Linked DNA regions of Sus scrofa: regions 1, 2, 3, 4, 5 and 7 are each linked to region 6. Evidence: chromatin contacts called from public Hi-C and HiChIP or PLAC-seq data. All regions are on one chromosome and are shown on one strand. The core of a region is the stretch at or near the end of the contact, and the rest is flanking DNA. Distances in the headings are between cores, read along the strand shown.

What was found. A called contact is a pair of places that touch in the nucleus more often than the background predicts. HiChIP or PLAC-seq counts read pairs in DNA pulled down with a chosen protein or histone mark.
Region 1: an H3K27ac HiChIP or PLAC-seq map of skeletal muscle shows a contact between it and region 6, with 6 times the contacts expected there. The contact joins the promoter of RAB22A here to the promoter of STX16 in region 6. A contact is called at or near these places in 3 of 5 promoter capture datasets (fetal liver, fetal skeletal muscle and liver), 3 of 47 Hi-C or Micro-C datasets (fibroblasts, heart right ventricle and liver) and 2 of 2 datasets of contacts at active chromatin or transcription factors (alveolar macrophages and skeletal muscle).
Region 2: a contact with region 6 is called in a Hi-C map of retroperitoneal adipose tissue, with 1.8 times the contacts expected there. The contact joins the enhancer-like site here to the promoter of STX16 in region 6. A contact is called at or near these places in 7 of 47 Hi-C or Micro-C datasets (embryonic fibroblasts, mesenteric adipose tissue, omental adipose tissue and 3 more) and 2 of 2 datasets of contacts at active chromatin or transcription factors (alveolar macrophages and skeletal muscle).
Region 3: a contact with region 6 is called in an H3K27ac HiChIP or PLAC-seq map of alveolar macrophages. The contact joins the promoter of CTSZ here to the promoter of STX16 in region 6. A contact is called at or near these places in 1 of 5 promoter capture datasets (fetal liver), 2 of 47 Hi-C or Micro-C datasets (embryonic fibroblasts and epiblast stem cells) and 1 of 2 datasets of contacts at active chromatin or transcription factors (alveolar macrophages).
Region 4: a Hi-C map of mesenteric adipose tissue shows a contact between it and region 6, with 2.1 times the contacts expected there. The contact joins the promoter of ANKRD60 here to the promoter of STX16 in region 6. A contact is called at or near these places in 1 of 5 promoter capture datasets (liver), 13 of 47 Hi-C or Micro-C datasets (alveolar macrophages, brain, embryonic fibroblasts and 8 more) and 2 of 2 datasets of contacts at active chromatin or transcription factors (alveolar macrophages and skeletal muscle).
Region 5: a Hi-C map of liver shows a contact between it and region 6, with 4 times the contacts expected there. The contact joins the promoter of PRELID3B here to the promoter of STX16 in region 6. A contact is called at or near these places in 4 of 47 Hi-C or Micro-C datasets (alveolar macrophages, fetal skeletal muscle, heart right ventricle and 1 more) and 2 of 2 datasets of contacts at active chromatin or transcription factors (alveolar macrophages and skeletal muscle).
Region 7: a contact with region 6 is called in a Hi-C map of liver, with 5 times the contacts expected there. The contact joins the promoter of NELFCD here to the promoter of STX16 in region 6. A contact is called at or near these places in 6 of 47 Hi-C or Micro-C datasets (embryonic fibroblasts, epiblast stem cells, heart right ventricle and 3 more) and 1 of 2 datasets of contacts at active chromatin or transcription factors (alveolar macrophages).

Annotation. Positions count from the first base shown.
Region 1 is chr17:58,513,612-58,516,311 of Sscrofa11.1, forward strand. RAB22A (RAB22A, member RAS oncogene family) reads left to right here and starts at 1,374. Exons shown (of 7, transcript NM_001123174.1): 1 at 1,374-1,654; 2 at 2,610-2,689. The coding sequence starts at 1,619. PPP4R1L reads right to left here and starts at 1,211. Exons shown (of 13, transcript XR_002340199.1): 1 at 1,175-1,211; 2 at 991-1,036.
Region 2 is chr17:58,460,287-58,462,986 of Sscrofa11.1, forward strand. All of the region lies in intron 4 of PPP4R1L, which reads right to left. Among named protein-coding and RNA genes, the nearest start is that of ANKRD60, 27 kb to the left of the region's middle. Within about 2 kb of position 1,270, at least 12 of the 83 cell types and tissues checked have an H3K27ac peak or open chromatin away from gene starts, as enhancers often do. A contact at or near this core is called in retroperitoneal adipose tissue, where this site is marked.
Region 3 is chr17:59,148,037-59,150,829 of Sscrofa11.1, forward strand. CTSZ (cathepsin Z) reads right to left here and starts at 1,341. Exons shown (of 6, transcript NM_001123104.1): 1 at 1,069-1,341; 2 at 490-653. The coding sequence starts at 1,214.
Region 4 is chr17:58,433,337-58,436,036 of Sscrofa11.1, forward strand. It overlaps ANKRD60 (ankyrin repeat domain 60), which reads right to left and starts at 1,333. Exons shown (of 4, transcript NM_001128449.1): 1 at 1,049-1,333. The coding sequence starts at 1,163. It overlaps PPP4R1L, which reads right to left. Exons shown (of 13, transcript XR_002340199.1): 13 at 1,630-2,700.
Region 5 is chr17:59,183,743-59,186,442 of Sscrofa11.1, forward strand. It overlaps PRELID3B (PRELI domain containing 3B), which reads right to left and starts at 1,336. Exons shown (of 6, transcript NM_001113697.1): 1 at 1,107-1,336. The coding sequence starts at 1,138.
Region 6 is chr17:58,838,910-58,841,609 of Sscrofa11.1, forward strand. STX16 (syntaxin 16) reads left to right here and starts at 1,432. Exons shown (of 8, transcript NM_001123199.1): 1 at 1,432-1,969. The coding sequence starts at 1,889.
Region 7 is chr17:59,127,628-59,130,327 of Sscrofa11.1, forward strand. It overlaps NELFCD (negative elongation factor complex member C/D), which reads left to right and starts at 1,449. Exons shown (of 15, transcript NM_001113698.1): 1 at 1,449-1,570. The coding sequence starts at 1,484. It overlaps LOC106506736 (a long non-coding RNA gene), which reads left to right. Exons shown (of 3, transcript XR_001302258.2): 3 at 1,049-1,317.

The DNA of each region.
Region 1 (2,700 bases), core at 124-2,623, 330 kb before region 6:
AAAAGATAAATAAAGTAAAATAAAATAAAAATAAGAGAGACAATGTGTGTAAAGGGTTTAAACTGTGCCTGACCTATGGTGTTTTCAGTAAACACCAGTTCTTACTATTCTGAAACGTGCAGGTGGGGAAAGGAAGAGCCCAGTAGCCCCCCCCCCCATTAATATTGACCACCGTGATGATGTACGACCTCCTTCACCAGCAGGCATCCCCCACGTGGTAATTATCTGTTTACAAGTCTCTCCCCGGACCCTGAGTCCCTGAGAGTCAGCCTGGTGAATGGTTCATCTTTGTGGGTGCCGGGCTGGCCCAGCCCAGAACCAGCAGGTGCTCAAGAAATGTTTGTTGAATGGAAAAGCAAAGCTTCATTCACCACAATTAGGAACTTGCAAGTCCAGGAAAACCTTCCCCAGCCATCTGCCCTTAAAGCGATGTTAAAGGACAGGGTACGACGTGACAGGAGAAGGAGACCCCTGGAGAAAGGCGGGCGACAAGGGGCTCCCTGGACGAGGCGGAGGTGAGCTTGCGGCCAGGACGCGTGAGAACTCCGCGGCGGCCACCGGAGAGCCGGGCCTCCCAACTGCCCGCCCTCGGGGAAGTGCCCAGGGAGGGCAAAGCGGAGACCCGGGGGGTCGCTCCCCCACGCCCACGGCGGCCACGCCTCCTCCCGCCCAGCACCTCCGGGACTCTGGACGCCGGTCCCCGCAGGGCCGCCGCAGGGGCACGAGGAGGAGGAGGAGGAAGAAAGTGACAGGAAGTCAGAAGTGTCCCAACAACAAAAATCCTCCCGGTGGCGGGGAGGGGGCTCCGCATCTTCGGCCGCCCCGCGCAGAGAGGAGGGACCGCCACAAGTGGTCTAGACAGTTGGGGTCCCGCTCTTCTGCTCCCAACGCGCCGAGCCTAGTTTGTAGGTCCCACCCCCAAGTTCAGTGCACCCCGAATTCTGTGAGAGGTTCCCGGGCAGGGGCGGGGACGCCCCAACTGTTACTTACAATCGTCTAAGTCATCCGGCAAGTCCACAAAGTACCGGGGGAATTTCTGAAAACCAAGAGACACACAAGAAGTTACGAGGGGGCTGCGGCAGGCAGGCTCGGGGCCGGGATAGGGCTCCCCCGGCCTCGCGGGGCGATCACGGCTAGAGGGGAGGGGGCGCCCCAAGAGCCCGGCCCCACTCACCCGCCATCTTGGGATGGGCCCGGGGGCGGGGCCGGCGGGAGGGGGCGGGGCCGGCGGGAGAGGGGCGGGGAATCTGGCCTCGGGCCCCGCCCCCGGGCCCGGGCCTCCCCGCCAGCCTCGCGGCGCCGGCCGGCCCCGCCCTCTCGGCGAAGGTGGCTGCCGAGGTGGGCGGGGAGGTCAGGTGACCCGGCTGGCGTCCCAAGATGGCGGCAGCGGAGGCGCCCGGGAGCCCGCCGCACCGTCCCGGCTGCTGAGGAGGGCCCCGCGCGGCTGGCGACGGACGGGCCGGGCCGAGGGCCGGCGAACGGGCGGCCGCCGCCTAGACGCGCCCCGCAGCCGGGGCTAGGCCGTGCGGCGGCGGCGCCGGGGGATGCTCGTGCTGGGCCGGGCCTCTCCCTCCTCAACTTAGGGCGGCGGCGGGCCCGCGCCCCTTGCTCCCGGGCCATGGCGCTGAGGGAGCTCAAAGTGTGTCTGCTGGGGGTGAGTGGTGACCGGCTGGCCAGGAGGGCCGCGGGAGGCCGGGCGGGCCGGGGACCCGGGCGTGCCCACATCCCCCCGCCCCTTCCCCCAACCTCCGCGCCGGACGCCGCCTACCTGCCCCGGGACCCACCCTCCAGCCCCCGGGCCGTCCAGCCCACCGGGCCGCTCCCTCCTGAAGGTTTTGCTGGGCCGGGGGACCTTCCGCCTTGTCTGGAGCCCTAGGAGTCGTCCTGCCCCCCAGAGGATGAAGAGCCCTCCCTGCCTCCCCTTGCATCTAGGTTAAGAGCAGCTCTTGAATAGTTTCCTACCCATGTACTAGTTAGGAGTTGGCCCAGTCTTGCAAAGTAAAACCCATAACAGGCCTTTAGGTTTTACAAAGCTTGGTCTTTTGAACTTGTGGGATACCCCTGACACTTCAGGAAGAGTTACTTTTCGTGGAGCGGGGGGAGACATTCAAATCAGGAGGCCCCAAAATTAGTTTGCAGCTTAAGTTTCCTGTCTTGTCAAGGCACCTTTGCTGTTTGGGAGCATATCTGAGGTTGATGCTCTCCTGAGTTGCTGCTTGAAAGACTGATAAAGATTTCCATTGGTTTTCCTCTTTCCCAGATTGGGTGGGGCTGGGATATATCAGGGATTACTCAGAAGTAATTCAAGAGTTCAGAGTGAGTTATACAGGTCAGAAAGCAAGTGAGTTTGTCACTTTTCACACTAAGCAGAGACTTTGGGTCTTTCAGAAGGTTCTCGTGTCTCTTAAAAGCTCAAAACCCCTCTCCTACAATCCGTTTTGAAATCTCCGAAGTACTCCACTGAATGTTTATAAAGACTTCCTTGGTGTCCCTTAACTTCTAAAATTCAGGATGATTTTTCTAAAGTCCTCAGCTCTTGGCACAAGATCGTTTTCAGTGTCTTCAAGCAGGTAAACCTTTTCTGATTCACCTGTCTCATTCTCTTTCAGGATACAGGTGTGGGTAAATCCAGCATTGTGTGGCGGTTTGTGGAAGACAGCTTTGATCCCAACATCAACCCAACAATAGGGTAAGAGATGG
Region 2 (2,700 bases), core at 20-2,519, 380 kb before region 6:
TCCAAAGAAGACATATGGATGGCCAACAGGCACATGCAAAGATGCTAATTATTAGAGAAATGCAAATCAAAACTACAATGAGGCACCACCTCACACTGGTCAGAATGGCCATGTGAATAAGTCTACAAACAGCACGTGCTGGAGAGGGTGTGGCGAAAGGGGACCCTCCTCCACTGCTGGTGGGAATGTAAGTTGGTACGACCCCTACGGAGGACAGTCTGGAGGTTCCTCAGAAAGCTAAATACAGAGCGACCACATGATCCAACCATCCCAGTCCTGGGCACACATCCAGACAAAACATTGTAATTCAAAAAGATACACGCACGCCTATGTTCACTGCAGCACTATTCACAATAGCCAAGACGTGGGAAAAACCCAAATGTCCATTGACAATGCATGGATTAAGATAGAGGTACAGTGGAATACTACTCAGACATAAAAAGGAAAAAATCATGCCATTTACAGCCACATGGATGCAACTAGAGCTTCTCATACTAAGTGAATTAAGTCAGAAAGAGAAAGACAAATACCACACGATATCACTTCTGCGTGGAATCTAAAACATGGCACAAATGAACCTCTTTACAAAAGAAACAGATTCACAGCCTTGTGGTTGCCGGGGGCGGGGGGGGGGGGGGAGTGGGAGGCACTGGGAGTTCGGGGTTGGTAGACGGAAACGACTGCATTTAGATGGAGAAGCAGGGAGGTCCTGCTGTGCAGCCCAGGGAACTATATCCAGTGTCTTGGGATAGACCGTGATGGAAGATCACATAAGAAAGGGTTGTATATATAGGCACGACTGGGTCACTTTGCTGAACAGCAGATACTGGCACGGCACTGTAGGTCAGCTCTATTTTAACTAAAAAAAGAATTAGCAGCCGTGAAAGCAGCTGTTATAAACGTGCTCAAGAGCTGAAAGGAAAATCGGGTGATGACAGGGAGCAGGGGGAAAATCCCATCCCAGAAACAGAACCTCTGCAAGAGTCAGGACTTCTTGTAATAACGCAGTCGCCTGGTCGGGCTTCCGCTCCTGCAGATGACAACTGCAGAATCTTGAAAGGAAACAACAAAACAACTATTTAAGAACACTGGAGAGAAACCAGAAGGTGGGATCCAGAGGGGACATTTTTCCTAAAAGATGAACAGCAATGGGAGAAATTTGCAAGTAAGGTCCAAAGTCTGGGTCTACGTTTTCCTGAGAGCTCTGGCTGACTGCTAAGCGACACACACAGGGAGAGACCCCAGGGATCTAGCAGAAAAACCACAGCCAGAAATGAAACCAACTGAGCAGAGGCTTCAGCTGCTGCTTACCACAAAGGAAACAGACAAGACAACTGCCTGCTACGTAAAAAAAAAAAAAAAAAAACCAAATCATTTTAGAAAAATAAAACAGAATCCAGAATCTCTGTAGTATATCATTTTAAATTTAAAAAAATTTTGTGAATACATTACACATACATAATAACAATGTATATGAAAACAAAGTACAGAGGAGGAGAGGGCTGAGCGGAGCCACTGCTGCAAGACACCGTATTTTCTGAAAATCCCCAGTAGAGGGATTAAAATGCAACACCATAGAAATATTCAATTAGCTCAAGAGAAGGCAGGAAAGAATTAACAGAGGAACAAATGAGACAAATGGTGTTCAAATAACAAAATGGCAGAATTAAATTCAAAAATATCAATAATTACATTAAACACACATGGACTAGACACTCCAATTAAAAGGCAGAAACTGGGGCGTTCCCATCGTGGCTCAGCGTTATCAAACCCGACTCGTGTCCGCAAGGACACGGGTTCGATCCCTGGCCTCGCTCAGTGGGTGAAGGATCCAGAGTTGCCGTGAGCTGTGGTGTGGGTCGCAGACACGGATCGGATCCTGTGTTGCTGTGGCTGTGGTGTAGGCCAGCAGCTGCAGCTCCGATTGGACCCCTAGCCCGGGAGTTTCCATAGGCCGCGGGTTCCGCCCTAAAAAGACAAAAAGGTAAAGGCAGAAACTATCAGATTGGACATAAAAGCAAGACCAAACTCTCTTCTAACGAGAGGAGGAACATTTCAAACGTAAAGACACCTAAGGTTTTGGGTAAAGAGAGGTAAACGAACACACGCTGACAGAGAGGAAGCCAAGAGGGCCAGAGGGGCTCCCGTGACAGCCCAGAAGACCACGAGCTGCGGATCCCTCCCGCCCCGAGAGCAGGAAAGCCGCTTCCTAGGAACAGAGCCAGCACATCACAAAGACACAAACACTAAATGTGCAATTAAACGCTTAGAGGAGGAAAGAAGGTGGGCTGAAAAATACTAAGATTCCTCCTTAAGAAGCGAGAAAACTACAGGCAAGTGGAACTCAAGCGAGTAGAAGGGAGGAAAGAGTAAGGAGAGGAATCAGCGAGAAGGCAAACAAGCAACAGAGAAATCGGCAAAGCCGGGAAACGGTTCTTTACAAACATGGGTAACATCGATAGACCCTAGCAAGACTGATCACGAAAGGGAAAAATGAGAGCGAGAGAGGAAAGCAAATTACCAACAGCAGAAATGAAAGGGATGCACTACAGACCTTACAGGCACTAGAGGGATAAGGGGACACGGGGAGCAATTTTGTTCCAATAAATGAACAACTTAGATGAAACTAATAAATCCTCTAAAATACATAACTCACCCAATGGCACAGGTAAAACACCAAAATCTGACGCGTCCAATATC
Region 3 (2,793 bases), core at 91-2,590, 310 kb after region 6:
CCGCCCCAGGTAGGCCTCGCAGCCCTCTCACGTGGTGTCGCCTCAACTCCCCCTCCTTCCCGCCCTCACTGCGGCCAGCCGGCTAAGGTCCAGATGATAAGCGGGCCGGCCTTGCTCACTATTCCAGGCCCAGGACAGGCCTTGGTCTCAGATATGAGGCACTGCAGCTCCACGTGCACGTGCCCAAACACCAGTGGGGGGTCCGAGGAGTTTGTTTGTGGTTTGATCCCCAGTGGCTGGGGTCACACGCCTCGGAGAGAGAAGGCACCGGGAGCCAGGTGTCACTGGGCTTCAGTCCTGTGACTGCCAGGCGCCCACAAGCCCCGGGTGTGCGTCCCTCGGCCTGAAAGGCTCAGAGCTCCCGAGGCCGAGTCCTGGCACAGAATCACAGGCCCCCGACCCTACGCTGCAGCCACCCGTTCCGACAAGAAGGCAGCTGGACAGGCCTTCCAGGCCCACAGCCAAGAGGGGCTGTGGTCCCCTACCTACCAGCCATGGCGCTGGTGCTGCCGTGGGCCCAGCAGGAGCCGCAGTACTGGGGGATGTGCTGGTTCCTGGTGACACTGGCATAGTTGACCCCATTCACGTTGCGCCAGTCCCAGCTCCTGGGCAGATCCGATGGGGACAGGTACTCATGAGGCCGGGGGTACGTCCTGGGAACAGATCACCACGGGCAGAATCAGCACGGGGGCTCCTGGCGCAGGGGTGGGGGGCACGGGCAGCCCTCTCCCCTCCCCCAAGTGAGAGGGCGGGCAGACCCCCACCCTCCCAGAATATCCAGGAGGCAGCGCATTCCCTCCCCGCGCCCCGCAACCAGGCAGGAGCCGGGCCGCTCCCCCAGCAAGGCCCCAGATGCCCCAAATGCCGGGCAGGTGCGGCTGGCCTGCCTCCTGCGCTGACGGGGCTTTTGGCCCAGGCCGCAAATGGGAGAGAAACTGCCCCCGCAGCAAAGGGCTGCATTGACCCGCAGAGGTCAAGGGGGGCAGGGCGCCCCAAAGAGGCGGCAGGGTCCCTAGAGGCGGGAGAGCGCGCGAGGCCCCGGCAGTCGGGCGGCCCCCCGTCCCCGACCTGTGCCCCAACTGGGTCCGCTGGTCCCCGCGCAGGGGCCGGTAGCAGCTGCAGCCCGGGCGGAAGTGGAGGCCGGCCCGCGCCGCGCCCGCCAGCAGCACGAGCAGCAGCAGCAGCAGCGGCGGCGGCGGCCCGGACGACGCCATGGCTCCCGCGCCCGTGCGGCCCGACCCCGCCTGGTCCCGACCCCGCCTGGTCCGGACCCGGCTCCGCGCCCCGCCCGGCCCTTAAGGTGGCTGCGCCCGGGCGGGCCCTCCCCCGGGGCGGGGCGCGCTCCTGCCCCGGTGACCCGGCCCCGCCCCGGCCGCCCGCAGGGCCCGCAGCCCGGACTCGGGTCACGCGCCCCGGGCCTCGCCGCACCCCAGACCGGACCCCACCAGCGGGCGCGGGCCTCCGATCGCCCGCGGGCCCGATTTCTCCTCGGGCCGCCCGCCTTGGATCCTGGCGACCCCTGGCCCAGGAGAGCTGTCCCCTCCCATCTAGTCCCCCCCCCACCCCCGGGGACAGGGGTTCCCCGAGTCCGGGGAGGAGGCGGCGTCTAGCTTTCTGCCTCCCGTTTCCAGAAGGCCCAGGACCTTTCTGGAGAGATGTTTATACAGAGGGGAAGGGGGATCCTTTTAGAAAATGTATGCCCCAAAGGGCACCGTCCCTTGGCGATGCACCATGAATTTGACATTGCGGCTTCCAAAGCCGCCTGACCAGGTTTCTGCTCACAAAGCATTTCGCCTTCCAACGCAGGGAAAGCAGAAGTGGGACCCCTGAGGCCTCGGTTTCGCAACTCAAGTGTTTGTCTCTCCTCGTGAGCAGTGGGCACACTCCCTTCTCCTCGTGAGCGGTGGCCACAGCATGGCCTCCTTGTCTCGGGGGAGGAGGGCCCAGAGTTTTGTTCTGGGGCCCACAGCCTCTGCTGCAGGGTCTGGAGGCGGGCAGACCCTGCTCTCCCACAGCCCCCCACGCCCCACCCCATCTCCCGCTCTTCCCTGGGCTAAGCCTGCGAGCAGAAATCACAGCGGCTGCCTTGTGGTCTTCCAGCAATTTCCGTGACCCCCCCCCCGAAAGCCCTGGGACACCCACGGCACCCCAACAGGGCTTGGTCCTTGCTCCTGAGGTGCCATCACTGAGCAAAGTGTGGCCACGGCCTCTTTCCATTGAGGTGTCTTTTCTCTTCGCGGAAAGTCGGCGCCTCCCAGCCCTTAGCACAGTTCCTGGTTGGGCGGTGGGCGAGGGTGGCCTCCAGTTCCAAGAAAACTCTCAGGTGTGAGTGGTGGGGGCGGGGCCCGGAACCCGGGTCTCCAGAGGCGGCTTTGCCCCGGCAGGTGTCCTGGGCCTGGTCCCAAAGTCTCTGGCTTCCCTTCCCTGGGGTGAAGCAGGTGCGGGAAGGGCGGTGCCAGCCGGGACTTCCCCTGCCCAGGCGTCTCCCCTCCACGGCTACGGCGACTCCGCCAACCCTCCGCCTTCCTCCACGTGAGGAAGAAAGCCGGGACAATTGTCCCCAACACCCGTGACCTCCATCATTCAAGGAGGCTCCGCCTGGGTGGTGGCTTTTTGGTCTAAGGAAAAAGTTAAAAGCTCATAATTGTCAAAGAATGACCAGCGTGGTCAAATATTACAGTGTGACAACTCTTGTGGGGACTCCAGGGTCCCCAGAGATGGTCAAGGTCCAGGAGGTGCAACGTCCAGCCACAAGTTCTACCACGTAGGAAACGGGGCCCCGAGGCCTGGCCT
Region 4 (2,700 bases), core at 83-2,582, 410 kb before region 6:
CAGATGCCGGCAGAGTTAGTTTCGAATCTGGGAGTCCAGAGGCGAGCAGAGTTCATTTTGGGCTCTGGCATCCTTATGTAGACAGAGGAGGCTGAAGGATTGGGGTTCGGGTATGCAACTGGTTAAGAAGAGACTGGGGTCTCCGAATCGAGTGGATCCGGCCTGGGATCTGGGGTCACGATCTGGGTCGAGTCGGATCCGGGATCTAGGTTTCGGTTGTGAGCAGGGGTCACTTGGGGATTGTATCCGAGGTTCAAACGTAGGTACGGTTCGTGAGAGAGACGAGGCCCTGGGAAGGGCAGAGTTTAAGGCTTTGACGTCCTTGAGTCTATACGATTGCCGATGGTCACACGGTTAGCCTGGGGACTTGGGGTTCAGTCTGGGGCGGGTTTGGCCTTGGTTTGAGGGTCCTGGAGTGGGTTTGTTCAGAGCTCTAGAGCCCTTGTGAGGACACAGTTATGGAAAGATTTGGGATTCTGGGGTAGTCATGGTAACCCTGGAGATTTGGGGTTCACTCTGGGGCAGGGCTGGGGCGTTCTGATGGCCCACAGCCCAGCACAGGGATGTGAAGTTTGCCTCCACCTGGGGTCCTGACCAGCAGGTTTGCCTGAGGCTGTGGGGTCCCACTGAGAACAGATGTTTCCCTTGAGGTCTTGTGTGGATGGCACTGCCAGCTCTGTGACTTGGGTCCCAGATGAAGACATGGGGTCTGGGGGTCTGAGGGTCCTGCTGCTTGGGGATTTGGGGTTCTGATGAGGACAGGGTTTGCTCAGGTAGGCAGGTCGCACACCTTGCTTTGGGACTGGAGACCCAACACAGGTGGGGTTTGCCAGGAGATTTGAGGTCTAAGGCGGACCCGGGTTTTCTGCAGTTGGGAATTCCTTAGGTGGTCAGGGCTGGCTTTTCCACCTGCGGTTCCAGGGGACTGGGGTCTGTTTTGACCTCTGGGGGTGCTCCTAGGCAGGCTTCCCCTCCTGCACCGCAGGATGGGAAGGGGACTGGGTCTGGGGAGTACGTGCGGCCAGGAAAGGGGTCGGGCAGGGGCCACCTTGGTCCAGGTACTGGAGCCGCTGGAGGTTGAAGGGGATGCCAAGCCTCAGGTCCAGCTCCTCCTTGAGCTCCCGCACGGTCATGTCGCTGTGGCAGTTGGTCACTCGGCACATTTCCCCGGAATCCTCCAGCAGCACTCGCACGACGAAGACGTCTGAGGCCACGTCGAGCGCCAAGTGTACGGCCTGCGGGTCCCCAACACGGCTGTAGCCGCGGGTGCGGACCCCGGGCTGCGCGGCCAGGAGCTGGGGCCGGGCTGAGCCCGCCCCCTGCCCGTCTGGCCGGCGGCCCGCGGGGTCGGGACGATCGGCGCCCCGCGACGACCTCTCCGCCTGCGCCTCTGCCCCCGCCCTCCGCATCGTCCTCGGCTCCGCGCGCCCCCCAGCCCCCCGGCCCCCGGGCCCCGGCGCGCGTTATCCCCGCTCCACGCGGTGGCCGCGCGTCATCGCCGCCCCCGCCCCGGCGCCCCCTCTGGGACAACAGAGCCCACCCTCCCCCCGGGGCGGCAATTAACCAACCAAGGCGGGGCTGCACGTGGACGCGGGTGGCGCGGCTGAAACCAGGAAAGGGCACAGGCACTTCCTCAAGTAAGAGGGAGATTTATTGAGATCAATACAGAGGCATCGCCGCCCAGAGGCCCCGCGTCCCGGCGCACCCAGCTCCGGCCACATCCCAACTCCTTCTCGCAGCTTCCAAGTTGCTCTTAATGTCAGTTCCTGTAACCTGGAAAACGGAGCGGCTTGTGGCCGTTTAGGCACCTGTGATCTCTTCTCCGTGTCTGTTTAAAACACAATCATTGCACAATTTGGGGCCAACTACCTGGAGGAATTATGCGTGAATCATCGCTGGGTAAAGCAGAGAGTTGTGAAGTGCAGTCTTTAGTCATGCTTAAAAATCGCATTTCTAGCATGAACGGAAAAAAACCCACACTGCAGAAACAGGACTCCGTTTAGGCAGATCTGGCCCAACTTGACAGTGAAAAAGCCCCATACGTCGCACCCCGGAAGTGGAAGACAGATCTTTCTGAAAATCTGCAAAGCTCCATCACGACCCATCAACTTTGAAAACGTTCTCGAATTCTTGGAGTGGGAAAGGTGCTGATGAAAATGCTTAACAAGGGTGAAATGTCACGGGGGGGGGGGGCGCTGAGATGGTTCTATCGCTGAGACCCCTTTAAGAAACCAGCTGGTGCTTTTCCATTGACTCGGGAAGAAACTGGCTGTTTAAGTCAACAGGAAGGGGACGTCAGGTGGTGAAATCACACACACTCACAACCACACCTGTGACCAGTCAGTGGGTAGGGCGCTGAATCCATGAGAACAGCAAGGGCAACCAGAACAATCTTAGAAACATCTCAGCTGTTACAAACCAAGACTAAAATGTGAGCTTTAAACATACTTTTTGCAGGGAAGATACAGTCATAAAAATGTCTTCTCACTGGAAAGGCATTCCTGTTACAGAAAAATCTTAACACGGACACTCAAAACTTAAAGGTCAGATTATTTACCAAAGAGTCTTGACAACCTCTACAAGCACATCTGATTCCGCAGGCAAATCATATGCAAATCGAACCCATCCTCACAAATTCAAGCGAATTTTTTTTTCTTAATGGAAAAATGAAGCTCTGAACAGAATACCAGATTCCAGTTG
Region 5 (2,700 bases), core at 86-2,585, 340 kb after region 6:
CAACATTCTATACTTTCCAGGACCCAGTGACCTCTGGCCTGTGCCTGAGTCACTGAGTATGTAAAAAGTCTACAGCTTCGTTGAAAAACTGTCCTTGGAAACACTGTTTAAAACAAAATCAAATGGTTAAGCTAAAACAAACTACCAAGCTATAAAAATTAGAACAGTGTGGCAACAATAGCAACATCAGTGGAATAGAGCAGTTAGCTCAGAAATGAATTAAAACATAAATCACAACAGTGTTTAGGACAAAGGCGGCATTTCAAATCAAGAAGAAAAAAGACTAGGCAATAAAAAGTAGTGAGATTACCAACCATGTGCTTAGGCAGAAAAGGATCCAGCCATCTAAATGTGTGGTTCTGCTGCAGGGAGCATCAGAGACCTGGAAGGGAATTTAATTCCCAACATTCGACCGATTTAGGGCCTACTTTCATTCCTAAGTATTTCTCCGAAACCAAAAGATGATAACGAACGTGGCTTCGCAGGCATCTCAGCGCTGGCAGGCCCTGAGGACACCACCACCTTCCACGTCTCGGACGAAACCGGGTAACCCAAGGTCACACAGCTTGTTGGAGCCCAATCTGGACCCTGGACTCAAATTCCAAGGCCACAAATTCCAATCCTCAGGTCAAGGAGCTGCCGGAAAAGTTCTGCTTCCTGGTCGCCCGGGCTCACCCTAGATCCACTTTCCGGGTGAGCAACTCCACCCAAACCTGGCGGCCAGACCTCGACACTCCACGCCTTCCTCGGGGATCCTCGGGGTCGCGTCCCACGGGGCTGTGCAAGAAGGCCTGGGGCGACGACGAGGGGGCTCGCCCACCCCGAGCGCAGGTAAGGACCTCGTGCCCGGCGACGCCCCCGTCACCGGAGTGGAGCCTGTCCCAGGCCGTCTCCTCTGCGGGCCGTGCCCCGGGCGTCGCCGGAGACGTGACCTTGAGCCCGCGCCCCCCAGGGTTCCGAGGCTCGGGCCCAGCTCCCCCCGAGGGCCCGACGCCGGGAAGCTTCCTGAGGGGCGCCCCGGCCCCGCTGCGGCTCCAGGCCCGCCCCGCCCTGCCCCCCGCAGTGGCCCCGTGGCCCTCGCCGACCCACTCCCGCCCCAAACTTACTCGAAGACGTGCTCGGAAGTCCAGATCTTCATGGTGCCGGCGGCCTGCGCGGTGTCCGGGCGGCGATAGGGCACAAAGAGGCAAGGAGGCCACTCTTGCCCCCGCCCCGCCCCTCAGCCGCCCCGCCGGCCGCCCAGTGCGCACGCGCCCTCGGGCCCGACGCGAGGGACGTCCCGACGCGCGGCCCCACGCCCTATCCCGGCCCGGGTTTTGCCCCAGCCTTGCGCGCGGCGCAACGGAACCCCGCCCCTTAGCGCCAGGCGCACCGCGCCGGCGCAGTTCCGAGGGCAGGGTCCGGGGCCGCCAGCGCGGGCGCCGTGCTGCGCAGGCGCGGCCCGCCCCCTCGCGGGCGTCGGCGGGAGCGCTGAACTCTGGGCGGAGTTGGTCCCGGCCCGGCTGGCCTCTACCTCCTCGCTCGGCCGGCCGGTGCTTGCCTTGTGTTGCGAGGTCTGTGGACGGGTCCAATCGGCCCCGCTTACTCTGACAGTCCCTGCGGTGTTCGGTGTTCCTTTGAGCAGATGTCCACGGGGCCCCATTAGAAAATTCCTCCTACCTCCTGTCTCAACCCAGGCAGTGGAGGGACCAGAGTCAACCAGTTCATCAGCTAACCAGTCAAACCACCATCCAGGCGGTCAGCCCTCTGCTCCTTTCACCCATCCTCCCACAGATGTTGCCCCTCGGCGGTTAGCGCCCGGCAGAGGTGTGGTTAGGAAGCACGAGTGCTCAGCAGTTGCTCAGCAGTGCAGATGGAAAGCTCCCTGGCGCTGGGTTTAGGGGATGGGTCTCAGCTCGGTGTCCCCTTCCTCGGCAGCGCCCCCAGCCTTTAGTGCCTCCGTCACAACATCCTGTTGCATTTTTCTTAGCACTTCTCACTCCCTGAGATCACCTTGTTTAACTTCCACTCAAATGTAAGCCCTTGAGGACAAGGATCTTGCCTGTCGTGGTCAAAGATGATGCTCAGGAAGGGCTCAATGGCTATTTGTTGAAAAAGGCAATAATAATTATTTGCAGAGTGAACGAACTAATGGAGTCACCTTCTTTATCTGTCTGGCTTCCACTAGACTGTAAGCTCCTGAGGCTGAGGCCCCTGCCAGACCTGTCCAACCATCCCCTGCACCTACATAATGTTTGTTGCATAAATGAGTGAATGACTAAGGTGTGAGGGGCAGGAAGGAACGGCACGTGGCTTCATCCACAAATGAGCCTTGATCAGTGGACAAACCGGCCTAGCTTTCAGGATAAGCCCTCCCTCCCCCGGTCCCCACCACAATCCACAAACGGTCGGTACCCCCTAAGAAAACAATTTGCTGTTTTGAACGATGGCTATGGAGGAAGATTTTTACATTTGGCTACTTAGAAGCTAGTTAGAAGCATTGCCTCATTCTTGTTCTTAGCTCCTTTGATTGTTAAAAACAAATAAAAGCCAGGTTAATTTAGGAGGGAGGATAATTTTTTTAAATAGCCGAAGCCCTTTATAAAAAGAAACAAAAATTACATTAGACAGGAAGGAAATAATATGGTTAGGTAGTTGCTAAGTGCAATTTGTGGTACCTAGGACTGAAAAAAACCCAAATCCTACAGTAGTTAGAGTGAA
Region 6 (2,700 bases), core at 182-2,681:
AGGCGAGGCCGTTCCGCGATCCCGACCCGCTCAGGCCCGCGCGCCCAGCCCAGGCCGCTTCTGGCTTGGGCTTCGGCTCGGGGGCGCCCATAGGGTAACCTCCTGCCACCGGTGGGGTGGCCTTGGGCGGCTCGTGGCGTGGCCCCGGGGCCAGACACCCCGCAGGACTCTGGCCTCCCTTGCGGGGTGACCGCAGGGCCGCTGCCCGCCGCGTTCGGGCTCGGGTAGCTGGATCCCAACGCGCTCAAGCGGAGCCCCCTCCCGAATCCCGCCTATCCGGACACCCAACAGAGTGTCGGGGTCGTGGGGGGTCTCCCGGACCCGATCCGACTGCGGGAAAACGAGCCGGGGGCGCCGGGGGCGCGGGGCCAGGCTTGGCACGCGGGCCCAGGGGGTAGGGAAAAGTTGTTGGGGGCGGGGGGCTGTCGAAGTTTCGGGGAACTTTTCCACTTGAGATTCTACAACCCTGCAGTGCCCCCTACAGAAAGCTGCAGCCGGGGAGGGCGGGCGCCCCCCACGACCCCCCCGGCTGCCAGCAGCGGCGCGGCCCAGGCGGCCTGGAGCTCTAGCTGTAGCTTTGGCATTTTTTTTTTACCCCCCCTCCTGGTTGTTTTTCTGATACATCTTTTTTTTTCAGAATTGGAGAAAAAAAAAAAAAAAAAGCGAGCGCGAGCCGCCGCCTGCAGTGGAGCGTGCTCGGCCTCCAGAGGCAGTCGTCTCCAACTTTTCCTCTCCCTCCCCAACTCCGCGCGCGTCTCGAAACTTCGGCGCTGCTGGAGCCCAAATTTGCCTGCCGCTCGACTCCACTCTAATAAGCGCGCCAAGGCCCCTGGCACTTGTCTGCAACGTGGGGGCCACGCTCTCGAGGCTCAGGCCTGCCCGCAGGCCCGCTCCCGGTGCCTAGGCCCAGTTAGGGAAGGGGAAACCGAGCGGTCCCGGGAGCACCCCGGGAGAGGGCGGAGCGCGCCCGTGCCCCGGGGCAGAGGGGTAGGGATCTCCCGCGCCCGGAACGTTGCGAGCAAGGCTTGTGAACGTCGCAGGGGGGCACTCGCGAGAGACGGACAGGAAGAGGGCCAGGGGGAACGCCAGAACCCGGGACCGTAGCACGGAAACGGCCCGGGGCTGAGCAGCAGGCAGATCCGGGGATGGAGGGAGCCGGAGAAGAGGAGTGAGGAGGCCGTGGGGGCAGGCCCTGCTGCCCTCCTGGAGGCCGGCAGCCTGCTGTGGCAGTGGAGAAGCGGGCTGCCCACAAAGGGAAGGGGTCAGGAGGTCGGGCCCCGGCCCTAGCAGGCTCCGACAAGGCCCCAGTGGGGAGCAGCAGCAGCCCAGGGCCCAGGCCTGGCCTCGGGTTGGCCAAAGGGGGCCTAAACCAGGCCTCCCCGGCCTCTGCTGGGGGAACTGAGCCAGAGGCAGGCCTCAGGGCACGGCCCAGACGCGTGTGAGCCCTGCTAGAGCGAGGGAACCAGAGGGAACCAGGGCCCTAAAGGGTGTCAGAGACTAATGTGGTAGGGGGCTTCAGAGCCTCCCAGTCCAGAGCCGGATTGGCGAGTTAGACGCTTGTAGATCCGAGGTCGGATTGGGGAGGGGGTCTCTGGGAAGTTGGCTAGCAACGCAAGGATTGGGGGGATTTAAGTGCTTAGAGATCGAAGCAGGTCGTGGGGAGGGGGACTCAGACAATTGGAAAGCCTGGGCGGTTATTTGGGGAGGGGTCTTTGCGCTCAGAGGAAGCTCGAAGCAGCACCTGCTTGGCTAAAGGCCTGAGGCTTTGTCAAGAGAAGCTTCTGTGGAGGGGGGGGCCCGACTAGGCCAAGCTGCAAGAAAGAAAGTGAATAAACCTGGACTTGAAGTGGGTGGGGGCCCCTGAGAGGGGAATCACAAAGGGTGAGCCATGGCCACCAGGCGTTTAACCGACGCTTTCTTGTTGTTGCGGAATAATTCCATCCAAACCCGGCAGCTGTTAGCCGAGCAAGTGAGTAGTCACACCACCTCCAGCCCTCTGCATTCACGTAGCATTGCTGCGGTGAGTCTCTTGGCGGCCTCTCCGACACACGCCCCGTGTGCACTGCGGCTCTGCCTGTCTGTCTGTCTCTGTCTGTCTCTCTGTTTAAAAAAGAAGATAAGTCTAGCACGGAAGTGCAAGGTCTCTTGGCAAAGGTCCGAGAGCAGCGATAACCCTGGATGGGGGAAAAAAAAAAACAACAGTTTGAGGCCCCCGTTCCACCTCTGCCTTGCCCTCTCTCACTTCCGCATCCCTTCCAATTCCTCCCCCTTCCCCCCCCCAGCCGTCACTGCACGACCGGCCGCCTCCAATTTACATATGTTTTAGCGCTAAGATTTGGAAGCTTTGGGCCTTTTTTGTTTCATTTTGTTTTAGCCGCCCCCCCCTCCGCCCCCGCATCCTGAGCCTCGCTTTGGTTCTCAGGGTCGAGATGCAGGATCTCAGACCTAAATCCTTGCAAATGAACCATACCCTCCCCCAAACGAGGAAGGAGCTGGTGTTTTATTATTTTTTTTTTCCCCCCCTGTTTTCTTTTAATGGCCTCGCAGCCCTCTGGGTGGCCGTGTTCCCTGTGAATAATTGCTTCCCTGTTTTTTTCCTGGGGGCTCTTTTTGTGAGGCTGTAAGGTGCTAGCTTCCTCGTTTACCATTCCCAGACAGGAAATTAAGCGTTCCCCTCCATGCGAACTTTAAAAACAAAAA
Region 7 (2,700 bases), core at 199-2,698, 290 kb after region 6:
ACTGAGGTGCATGTGTCTTTCAAATTAGAGTTCGTATTTTCTGGATATGTGCCCAGCACTGGGATCGCTGGATCGTATGGTAGTTCTATTTTTAGTTTTTAAGGACCCTCCGTACTGCTTTCCACAGCGGCCGCACCGGTTTATGTTCAGACCAACAGCATAGGGAGATTTCCTTTCCTCCACACCTTCTCCAGCATTTATTATTTGTACTTTTTTTTTTTTTTTTTTTTTTTTGGTCTTTTTGCTATTTCTTCGCTCCCGCGGCATATGGAGGTTCCCAGGCTAGGGGTTGAATCGGAGCTGTAGCCACCGGCCTACACCAGCCTACGCCAGAGCCACAGCAGCACAGGATCCGAGCCAAGTCTGCAACCTACACCACAGCTCACGGCAACGCCGGATCGTTAACCCACTGAGCAAGGGCAGGGACTGATCCCACAACCTCATGGTTCCTAGTCGGATTCGTTAACCACTGCGCCACGACGGGAACTCCTATTTGTACATTTTTTGAGGAGAGCCATTCTGACCAGTGTGAAGTGACACCTCATTGTCGCTTTGACTTGCATTTCTCTAATAATGAGCAATGTTGAGCATCTTTTCATGTGCCTGTTGGCCATCTATTTGCCTTCTTTGGAGAAATGTCTGTCTAGGCCTTCTGCCCATTTTTTGATTGGGTTGTTTGGTTTTTTTGATAGTGAGCTATATGAGTATTTGTATATTTCATTTTATTTTGTCTTTTGTCTTTTTTTTTTTTTTTAGGGCCACACCCGTAGCATATAGAACTCCGTATTTATATATTTTGGAAATTAATAGGCTATCATTTTTTGACTGCCTGTAAAAGCATCATATCAGTTACCCTTAGCAACTACTTCCATGGTAAGGCCCCCTTTTCCAGGGCCACACTATGACATTTGCCTTTGAGGGCCCTTCTTCTGTAAAGAAATATTAAAAATTTTTATTTTACACTGTGCTAGTTCTTTATACAAATTATACTTGTACAAATATAATCCAGCCTGGATTCATTATTATCTTATTTATTTTCTCATTTTAGAAGAACTGAAATATTTTCATGGCCCTAAACCCTGTGCCTGATACGGAGGCCAAGTCTGGGGCCCAGGTGTCAGAAGAGGAAACGGATGGTCAGAGAACGAGCTCTCAGTGGAGAAGGGACGGGGCTGGGACCCGAGCCCGGGCCAAGTGTGAAAGTAGTTCGAGACGTCTTCCCGTCTGCCCGGAGCCCAGAGCCCGCGGCTCCAGCCAGGTTGTGCTCCCGGATCAATTCCGGCCGCCCTCTGCGCCCCGCCCCTCCGTCCAGGCCCCGCCCCTCCGTCCAGGCCCCGCCCCTTAGCCCTGGCCCGGCTCTTCCCGCCCGGGCCGAGGCGCGCGTCCGCGGTGGGGGAGGGGGCGGGGCCGCGGGGCCGCGCGTGCGCTCTCCTGCCCGCCGTGCGCATGCGTGCGCCGGGCTCGGGCGCGCTCGCGGGAGAGGATGGCGGGGGCCGCGCCGGGCGCCATCATGGACGAAGATTACTTCGGGAGCGCGGCCGAGTGGGGCGACGAGGCGGACGGCGGCCAGGTGAGGGCGGGGGAGGGGGGCACCGGGCGCCCCCGACGGGGACTCTTGGTTTCCGTCGCCGGCGGGCCGGCTGCGCCCCCGCCGCGTGGCCCGAGCACAGCCCGCCCCGCCCCCTCCCGCCGCGCGCCCCCGTCGCCCGGGCCCGCCCCTCGCGCCGCCTCCGCCGGGGCCGAGCGCGCGGGGCGAGGGGCGCCGGCGAGGGGGCCCCCGCAGTGAGCGGTCCGGCCCCAGGGGCGCCGGCCCCGATCGTGACCCGAGCTGACCCGCCGGCCGCCCCGGGGCGGCCTCGAGCCAGGTCCCGGGAGCGCCGGGCGCCCAGGCGCGTCGGACACCACCTCGAAGGTGGAGCGCTGGGCTCAGCCCCGCAGTTTAAAAAGTAGTTACAAATCCCACAGAATCCAGGTCCGCGTGGCGAGGGGGACGTGGAACTTCTCCTCCCTGTAGAACCTGCTCTTGAGTGCTTTGGCTGAGTTATCAATCCTTGGGCCAAGGGACTTTGGAAGCGGACGGGCCCGAACCTTCTCCCCTGGAGGGAGCGGGCGCGGGCGCCGGGGGACCCCAACCCGAGTCCCATTAAGACCCGCCCGAATCCAGCTTCTCAGGCCCGTCCCCCGGGTGACCGCGACTCCGTTGCCCTTTGCGGGAGCCTCGGACCCTGCCTTCTAACAGGTCGAGGTTGGGTGTGTTTGGGACACGTCGGAGTGATAGCTTGGAGGGGAGGCGTGGACAGGGCGTGCCCGGTGGAGGGGCGGGTGGCGCACGGGGGCGATGAAGCCGGGGGACCAGGAGGCAAAGATAGGCGCTGTGTTCCTGGAGCTGAAAGGAGGCCTGTGTGGTTGGTGGCCTGGTGGAAGCAGTGGCCTGAGGTCTGGGAGGGAGCGCCGTCTGAAGGGCCTTTGAGAGCTGCTGAAAAGTAAGACTTGTTCAAGAGTTTGGGGTGGAGAGTGACAAAGATCCGAGTGTTGGACCATTCCGCGGTGTTGGAGCTTCGGGCGGGGGATGGAGTCGGGTTTAGCTAGTCGGAAGCCCGTGCTCGCTAGCTGCTTTCATACTCCTTGTTCCACGTTCCAGAGGCAGTTGAGTGTTCGTCTACTCATTTTGGAAAAGAAGAAATTGAGACAGGAGGCCCC